Linked DNA regions of Zea mays: all the other regions are linked to region 3. The links are chromatin contacts, called in public Hi-C maps. All regions are on one chromosome and are shown on one strand. The core of a region is the stretch at or near the end of the contact, and the rest is flanking DNA. Distances in the headings are between cores, read along the strand shown. Region 1 holds the start of LOC100192506 (Zinc transporter SLC39A7). Region 2 has its middle 3.8 kb from the start of LOC111590710. Region 3 holds the start of LOC103643131 (protein indeterminate-domain 16).

Evidence for each region. A called contact is a pair of places that touch in the nucleus more often than the background predicts.
Region 1: a Hi-C map of ear shows a contact between it and region 3, with 1.8 times the contacts expected there. The contact joins the promoter of LOC100192506 here to the promoter of LOC103643131 in region 3. A contact is called at or near these places in 3 of 25 Hi-C or Micro-C datasets (bundle sheath, ear and tassel).
Region 2: a Hi-C map of leaf shows a contact between it and region 3, with 2.9 times the contacts expected there. The contact joins the enhancer-like site here to the promoter of LOC103643131 in region 3. A contact is called at or near these places in 9 of 25 Hi-C or Micro-C datasets (bundle sheath, ear, leaf and 2 more) and 1 of 3 datasets of contacts at active chromatin or transcription factors (leaf).

What each region holds. Positions count from the first base shown.
Region 1 is chr1:203,004,829-203,007,593 of Zm-B73-REFERENCE-NAM-5.0, reverse strand. LOC100192506 (Zinc transporter SLC39A7) reads left to right here and starts at 1,410. Exons shown (of 11, transcript NM_001137726.1): 1 at 1,410-1,897; 2 at 1,993-2,076; 3 at 2,170-2,219. The coding sequence starts at 1,540.
Region 2 is chr1:202,680,499-202,683,198 of Zm-B73-REFERENCE-NAM-5.0, reverse strand. No RefSeq gene overlaps it. Among protein-coding and RNA genes, the nearest start is that of LOC111590710, 3.8 kb to the right of the region's middle. Within about 2 kb of position 1,313, at least 17 of the 20 cell types and tissues checked have an H3K27ac peak or open chromatin away from gene starts, as enhancers often do. A contact at or near this core is called in bundle sheath, ear, leaf and 2 more, where this site is marked.
Region 3 is chr1:202,836,975-202,839,716 of Zm-B73-REFERENCE-NAM-5.0, reverse strand. LOC103643131 (protein indeterminate-domain 16) reads right to left here and starts at 1,286. Exons shown (of 4, transcript XM_008666284.2): 1 at 537-1,286; 2 at 1-334. The coding sequence starts at 684.

The sequences.
Region 1 (2,765 bases), core at 161-2,660, 170 kb before region 3:
GGTCTTCTGGTGCTTCATCAACGAAACTTGGGTGACCAGTTCTCATCCAGAAACTTATATGCTTCGATGATCTGATCCTTCACAAGCTTGCTACATGCACATGTCTTCTTTTCCTCCATAGCAACAACCTCACTGGAATACTACCCCACTTAAAAAGAATGATGGTAGAACTCTTAAATCTGGGGGATTTGGTGACTGGCATAGTTAAGCACGACTTAGACCAACCGATGGTATATAGACGTGATTGTGATTGTAAATTGTTATTTATTATGATTTTAAACATAATGAATTCACTTTATAACGATAAAAATATTTAAGTTTTAAATTATATATACAATCTTAAAGATCTTTTATATTTTTTTGAGTTTTTTAAACGAAGTAGTGCCGATACGACACGATTAGGCAATATAATGTAGTGTCTAGGCAGCTGGTTAGGCACTAGTACCGATACTGCATGACACAATTACTAATAGTGTCTAGTGTCGTGTCTAATAGTGCTAGTGTTTTTTTTATGAGGGTACAAGAACGCCACAACACACACGCGTGCGCGTCCATAACACACACATAAATAGAATGAGAGGCCTAGATCTCTAGTACATTAGAACACGTAATACCGCTGAACATGAACGCGTGTGTACCCTAAAATGTGAGAAAATTCAGTATTAAGTGCTATGGTGCCGGACAACACGTTTGACCATCTAAGGCCTTCTTCGGTTATTCCCAATACATATGGATCGGATGAGATTGGAAAAAATTAAGAAGAAGTTTGATTTGTTTGGGATTCAAACCCATTCAATCTCACTCAATTCATATGTATGTATTAAAAGCTAATCGAACAAGCTCTAAGGGAGCGGATCGACGGGCGCCGCGCGGGAGCGGATCGACGGGCGCCGCGCGGGAGCGGATCGACGGGCGCCGCGCGGGAGCGGATCCAGGGGCGCTGGCGGGAGCGGATCGACGGGCGCCGCGCGGGAGCGGATCGACGGGCGCCGCGCGGGAGCGGATCCAGGGGCGCCGCGCGGGAGCGGACCCAGGGGCGCTGGCGGGAGCGGATCCAGGGGCGGCGGGAGGGGATCCAGACGCGGATCCTGGGAGCTTGCTTGTGCTCCGATGGGGACGAAGGGGAGGAGTCGAGACGCGCCGCTGGAAGAAAAGAGGACGCTCGGGAAAAAATAAACGAAGCGTTACGTTTGTAAAGAGTGGCAGTGCGGGTAATTTCGGAGGGGAATCCGTTGAAATCTGGGGTACCACGTGATTCCAAAATAACTTACGGGAATCGGTAAATTTTAGAGAATCGCTTTCCATCCCAAGCCCCTTTGGCTGCGTTTTAAAATTCCAGAACGTGAATCTCTCCCTGGAAGTCAAACCAAAGGGACCCTAAGTGTCTATAGACCTGGATGTGGTGAGTGGTGATGCTCGGGTGGTGATTGGCATTGTCACTCGGGCTCTTCTTTGTTCTCGTCGTCGTGGTCACCATAGAGCGCGTCTGCAAGCGCTCCCACCCCAAAACCCCGCGGACGCACCGACGCGCGAGCCATAATGCGCCGCCAAAGCCTCGCCACCGTACTGCTGCTCCTGGTGGCCGCCGCGGCCCTGGCCGCCCCCGCCGCTGGGCACTTTGAGTCCTCCTGCCCCTTCTACGACCACGGCGGCCACGGCGAACCACACGAACGCCACGACCATGGCCACAGCTGCGGCGGCGGCGCGGACCATGAGCACCACCATCACCATCACCACGGCCATGGACACGGCGAGATCCAGCGGCTGCTCCCGGAGGAGATGGCGGAGGAGGCGGATCTCGAGCTCGAGTCCTTCGGTTACGAAGACCATGACCACGGCCACCACCACCACCACCACCATCACCACAGCCACGGCGACATGGAGACATCGCCCATGGGTTAGACATTTTTTTGTTCCGATCCTGCTCGTTTTTGCGCTTGAGGCGCGATTTCATCCGAGGCGATTGAATGATTTGGGGATTTGATCGAGCAGGCGTGTGGCTGAGCGCGATGGGGTGCTCGCTGCTGGTCAGTATGGCGTCCCTTGTCTGCCTCGTCCTCTTGCCGGTCATCTTCTGTGAGTGCCCCCGCTTGGCCCGTTGCAATCTGGGGATTATTTGCTTGCCCTTCTGCGCAGGTCCTGATTGTCTGGTTTATTTCAATTCTGCAGTTAAGGGGAAACCGTCTAAGGCCATAGTGGATTCGCTTGCAGTGTTTGGGGTAAGTGGGGATTGTGCAGCTCTTTGAAGGATCTTGCTAAATCGAGCTAGCAAATGGATATTTGTCTACAATCTACTCAACTTTGTGTGTTTTCCTTAGCAAATCCTGAGAGCTACCTAGCCAAGTACATTACATTTCTCCTGTCAGTCTAGCGAACGCAACTTGAAATTCATGTACCCTATGATAATCTTCTGCAATTACAAGCTATTAAAAAGTAATATCTGCATTCAGTGAAAGTCACAGAGATGAATTATCTGGTATCCTGTGAATTTTGTTTCATCCAGGGGCAATTGACCCTGCATATGAAATGTTGCCTCTAAAATTTTGTCCATGATGGATGTTGTAAATAGCATAGAAAACTCAGGTTGTATCGAAATTCATTCTGATGTGTTTCTACTCATTCAGCAGAGAATAAATCAACCAAACAGTGCGACAAAAGTAGACAAATGGAATCATGTCATCTGTTTGAAACACATACTTGATTACATAAAACTGTATTGTAACGGATCTGTGATGGTTGCACTTTCTCATATACAAAGTGACATT
Region 2 (2,700 bases), core at 64-2,563, 160 kb after region 3:
GGCATCACGCACGCCCCCACCGGTCAGCCCCTCCGTCTCAGTCTCAGCTCAGCGGCAGCTTTCGGTTGATTGGGGAGCCGGACGTGAGCTGTGCGTGGACCTGGGAAGCGGACGTGAGCTCCGCCATCTGAAAAAGAAAATGAAAAAAACTGGAAGCCCGCCAGCAGCAACAATTACTCGGTACAGAGGCAACGACGACGAGTGTTAATTTGATGCGTGATTCTATTCTAGTAGGTTACGTTGTACTCACACTCACTGCAAGGGTATGGTTAGCATCAGAGTCAGACATCGATCAGTTGCCTCCTTCAAAGCGACTCAAGATCCAGAGCTAGCGACGTGACTCGCACATAAATGTGTCTATATATTTTCTGTCAGCTGGGCCTACAATTGTCAGCGGTGCATATGCATTGCACAGCCCAGCGCGCATGACTGACTGGCTCAAGTTAAGTTACCTACTCTAGTTCGATTCACCTGTAGCTAGCTCCTAGGTTTTAGCTTGTTTTCAGGCGAAAACTTCCCCTCGTCTGTTTGTCATCATTAGCGCTAACAACAGCTTACCAACAAGTATAAACGTCCCCTGCTGCTGCGTGGTCCAACTCCAACACGCGTTCGGTTCCAACAACAAAGTTGTCGATGAAGAAAGAAATAAGGAGCTAGCGGCAGATGTATCATCGCTCTAGTATGCATGATGATCACAACATTCTCCTGGCCGGCGGCCATGAACAATATGGCGGAGTACAATATAATAAGAGAGAGGTAACAGCTAAACCGGCCATGAGATCATCACGTCAAGTTAACGAAGTGTAGAACCATGCCGCCTTATTGCATTATTATTAGATGGTGTGGGGGTGTAGTACTTTGCTGCAGGTCAACTAGTAGTATCTGTATACCCTACACTTGGTAGCGAAATATAATGCGCTTGGCATATGCATGCCTACTGTTTTGCTATGTTCCCTATATATATATCTCCATGCCATGTGGCGTCACCTCAGCAGCGTGTGAGAGACAAAGCCAGAGGCTATATACTATACCTCGTGCTAAACCGGCCGGTCGGCGTCGATGATTAGATTGCCGACGACGCGTCGTACTATATATATGAATCGACATTATTATTCCCTTGTGGTAGTACTCTGATCATCAGTAGCTAGCTGTCGTCGGTTTCGTTTCTTCGCAGGAACGACACCGACCAGCGCTAGTGAAGGAGGGTTAGTTGCTGCGATCCTACCACAGTTAGCTAGGTTGCCTAGTCCTAATCCCAATCCTAATCCTAATCCCTCCCGTCCCAGTCCCAGCTAGAGGTGGATTGAACCCGGCAGGGCCCTGTGTAGCTAGGAGCGCATGTGATCAGGACGGGACCTCGCATTGCGTGAGAGGTCCGGGCCGATCCATCGTCATCGAGAGCACGCACTGATTGATTGATTGATTGATTGATTCGCCTGCTGATGTGCCCCGGCACAACACAAACATGCCATGTGACACTGCTCGCGCGGCCGACGACGACCGGGCACCTCGCCGCCGCCCGCCCATATAGGATCTCCGACTTCATTTCATTCCGCAACACTGTGCCGTGCCACTCTGCCGACTTGACCAACTGTTCTGTCTCTTCATTTCTTTCAAGTTTCACTGCTTCGGCCTTTGGCACTTTTTTTCCCCAACGTATGTATAAAAATAATGCTGCGCTGAAATCAAAATGCCGCATGTGGTGAATGAATGATGCGATGGGAGACACAGGCCCAACAAGGGGAGGAGCGCCGGCCGAATCGTACCCGAACTTGCATCATCTACTTTCGTTGGATGGGGCCTCAGGGTTTCGTTAGATGGGCCGGTGCTTCGGTGCTATTTTGCAAGTGGGCTGCAGGGGTTTTGGTCTAACAGGCCCGTACCGTAAGCCTTCTTTGCCTGGGGGTAGATTCCTTTCCTTTGTGGGTCGTGTCGGTCGTTGATTTTGGTTGGTGCTACTGCCATTTGCTGGGTATTATGGTTGTGTAGAAATGATGTTGTTTTTTATAAAAGCCATATACAAACTTATATACAGGTACTCTTTAGAGGAATTTATTGGTGTCGTTCTTGGGCGCTCCTCCAAAAGCATGAAGACGATGCCAAAATTATGAAGGATGCCTGCAGAAGGTTAGAAGTGTCGGTGATGCAAATCTTCGCTCATCATGGGTGACAATTTATTAATAGGATTACTATCTAAGATGTATCCTTTATGTTTTTGCTCTCCCAACTGTGCTTGAGTTTGTGCCGCATGTGGCAATGGATTTGTTTGTTTTGTGGATTTGTGTAGCCGTCATCCGTTTCGGATGTAGGTCGGGACATATTTTCCCATTATCTAAAAAAACCTCAACAAGCCTATGTAGATTTAGGCTATGTTTGAATGCACTAGATCTAATAATCATCTACTAAAATTAGCTGAAGATATCTAAATAGTCTAACAAATTAGCTAATGGGTAGTTAGCTATTTGTTAGCTAATTCTACTAGAATTTTTTTTACTCAACTAACTATAGCTCTAGTGCATTTAAACACCCACTTAAACTCTTAAGTCTCTCGTCAACAATAATTAGATGGGAGCAAGATATAAAAAAACTAGTTCTTCGTTTCCTTCCCATCACAACAAAGGGGATAGAAGAAACCAATGGTGACGAAACTCTTCTCACAAGTATATATATAGTTATTATATGGAAATATAGAGCCACTTA
Region 3 (2,742 bases), core at 37-2,536:
TCGGAGTGGACGGCGTAGGCCTTGGAGCAGCGGGCGCAGGCCCACTGGCGGTGGCCGCTGTGCTTGCGGCGGAAGTGCTTCTTGATGCCGACGAGGTCGCCCAGCGCGTGCGAGGGGTCGTGGTGCAGGCAGCTCGGCTCCGGGCACACGAACACGCGCTTCCGCGCCGCCTCCCCGGCCTCCCGCTTCAGCAGCTTCCACGGCACCTTGTGCCGCCGCCGGTGCATCTGCAGGTTCTGGTCGCGCTGGAACCCCTGCCCGCAGATCTCGCACACGTACCGGTCCGACTCCAGCAGCGTCCGCGGCGACAGCGACACCACCTCCGCGTCGGGGTCTGCTAGCTCCATTGTCGCCGGCCGGCCGTGTACGTAGGCCGTAGCCAAGATTGAGTGAGTTTTGTGGAGAGCAATTTAAAAAATAATAATAATAAATAAAGCTTCTTTCTTTCTTTCTTTATATATCTCCATGCTGCCTCTCCACTTGTGTATTACGTCGTGCGTAATTGGATGCATGTTCCGTGAGAGACGGGCGCTTACCAGGAGTGCCGGCGGGACGCCGCTTCTTCTTGGCCCCGGCGGCGCTGGTGGTCGTGGCGATCTGCAGAGACCGGAACGGCTCCGGTGGCGCGGCGGCCCCCGCCTCTGGGGGCGGAAAGGCCGTCGTTGGCGCGCAAGAACTCAACATGGTGTGGTGGGGGTGGCGCCGCGCGCACGGCACTGCCGTCACTTGTGTGCCTCTCCTTCTCGCTAGATCAGTCTTTGGTTGGGTAACAAAATGCCACCCCAAGCAAATCAGCAAACCAAAGAACCGACTCCCTGTATATATCCTCTCTCCTGCAACTGTGCAAACAAATCTCTCCGTGTTCTACTTGCTCTCACGATCACAATTCAAAAGCCTGGAGCTGGAGGTCAGGCGATGGGAATGGGGCAATGGAATTGAGGCATCTCTATATAAGATTGGAGGCCGGAGGGGGAGGTAAATCACTCCTCCGGAGTGCGGACCAGATGAGAGCGAGGACGGAGGAGAGTTGTGAATAAACAAAACAAAAGGGCCGGGGGAGAGAGATGTGGGTACAGCTAGGAATGAATTTGAGAGAGAGAGAGAGGGCGAGGAGAGGGGAGAGGAGAGAGAGAGAGTGAGGGTGGAAAAGGTCTTTGGAGGAGCAGTGTTGTTTTTTTGGCTTTGCTGCTACACAGACAACACCATAGGGGGGAGGGGAGGCAGCTTTCTACCAGCTTTAGGTTTCAGCAGCTTTCTTTAGGATTGCATCATGCAGGGAGGGTGTGTGGGGAGCTCCAGGAAGGAGATGAGTTGGTTGGTGTTTTATTGGGTTCCTGCCTGGTGGGGTTAAGTTTTTTCTTTTGGATCTGGAAGCCAATTACTACTGTCTACTGGTTGCAAGTTCTAGGCCTTCTGGATGTGATGGCTTGGTTCCAAATAATCCGTTTTTATGTCTTTTATATAAAATAACGAATTTTTGTATGGGAGAGCGAGAAGATGGTGTTGAATGGAATGGATGGCTGCACAAAAATTCCTGCTCAGCTCGGCCTATGAAAGAACCTAGGCAGCGCTAGCTATCACATACCAGTAAATTTCAGATTTTTTTTTTAAAAAAAAGTAGGGAGGGATTGTTTTCATTATCCTAGAGAAGGAATCGTCTGTTTTATTTGTCATATAATGACAGTGCACAGGCGAACACTGAAAGAAAGATAACTACACGAATCATTTTTTTAAAAATATGTACGAAAATTTTGATAACCCGTTTTCATTTAATGCCAACAGAACCAGCAGTAATTTTATGTGTAGAGTTATGTTAAAACTAATTATTAACTACTCAATCTGTTTCGAAATATGTATTATCTTAGTTATGCTCATTTCAAACTTATATAACTTCGATAAGTTTTATAGGATGCACCAAAATTAATAACATCACATACTCCCTCCGTCCCAAAATAAAATTTGTTTTGGTTTTTTATTGAATTATTCATACAATACTTGATATGTGTTCTATATAGTGTCTTTATTCAACGTTATCCAGTTGAATATTTTATGACATAAAAATGAAGAGGTAAAACGAATACTATTATTTTAAAATGGACGGAGGGAGTATCGATTTAATCAATTAATCAAAGCATTGCGAATATGTATTGAAGTGGACTTACTTGGTACACGGTAGACCATGTTAATGTATGTTTCTATATCGTGAACAGCTAGAGGAGCCAATCAAGGAAGATCTTGTCAAAAAAAAAAACTAAAATGATGTACCTTTATAACCAATGCAAGGCCATCTATTGATTATCGGTTATGCTATATTGCGAATACATACATTGGATTGAAAAAAAACATGGTTATATACAAATCAACACACCGAAGCTATCAAGCTATAATCACACCGTACGTGGTGAAAAATCGCCTAATGCATGAGAAGAAAAAACACGTATGTATTGACCATGCATATGGTCGAAAGAGCCACGCTAGCTAGCTAAGGGCCTGTTTGTTTCAGCTTATAGATTATATAATCTGGATTATAATCTAAATTATATAATCCAGATTATAATCTAGATATATTATAATCTATATGTAGTTGTTTGGTAGTTTAGATTATACAAATGTAGATTATTCACAAAGACAACAATACCCTTGTTTGTTTATTTAAGGTGAGAAAAGAAGGATGGTATATATTGTAATTTCTACTTACATAACCATGGGTAGTGGGTCTTTTGACAAAATAATCTCAAATAA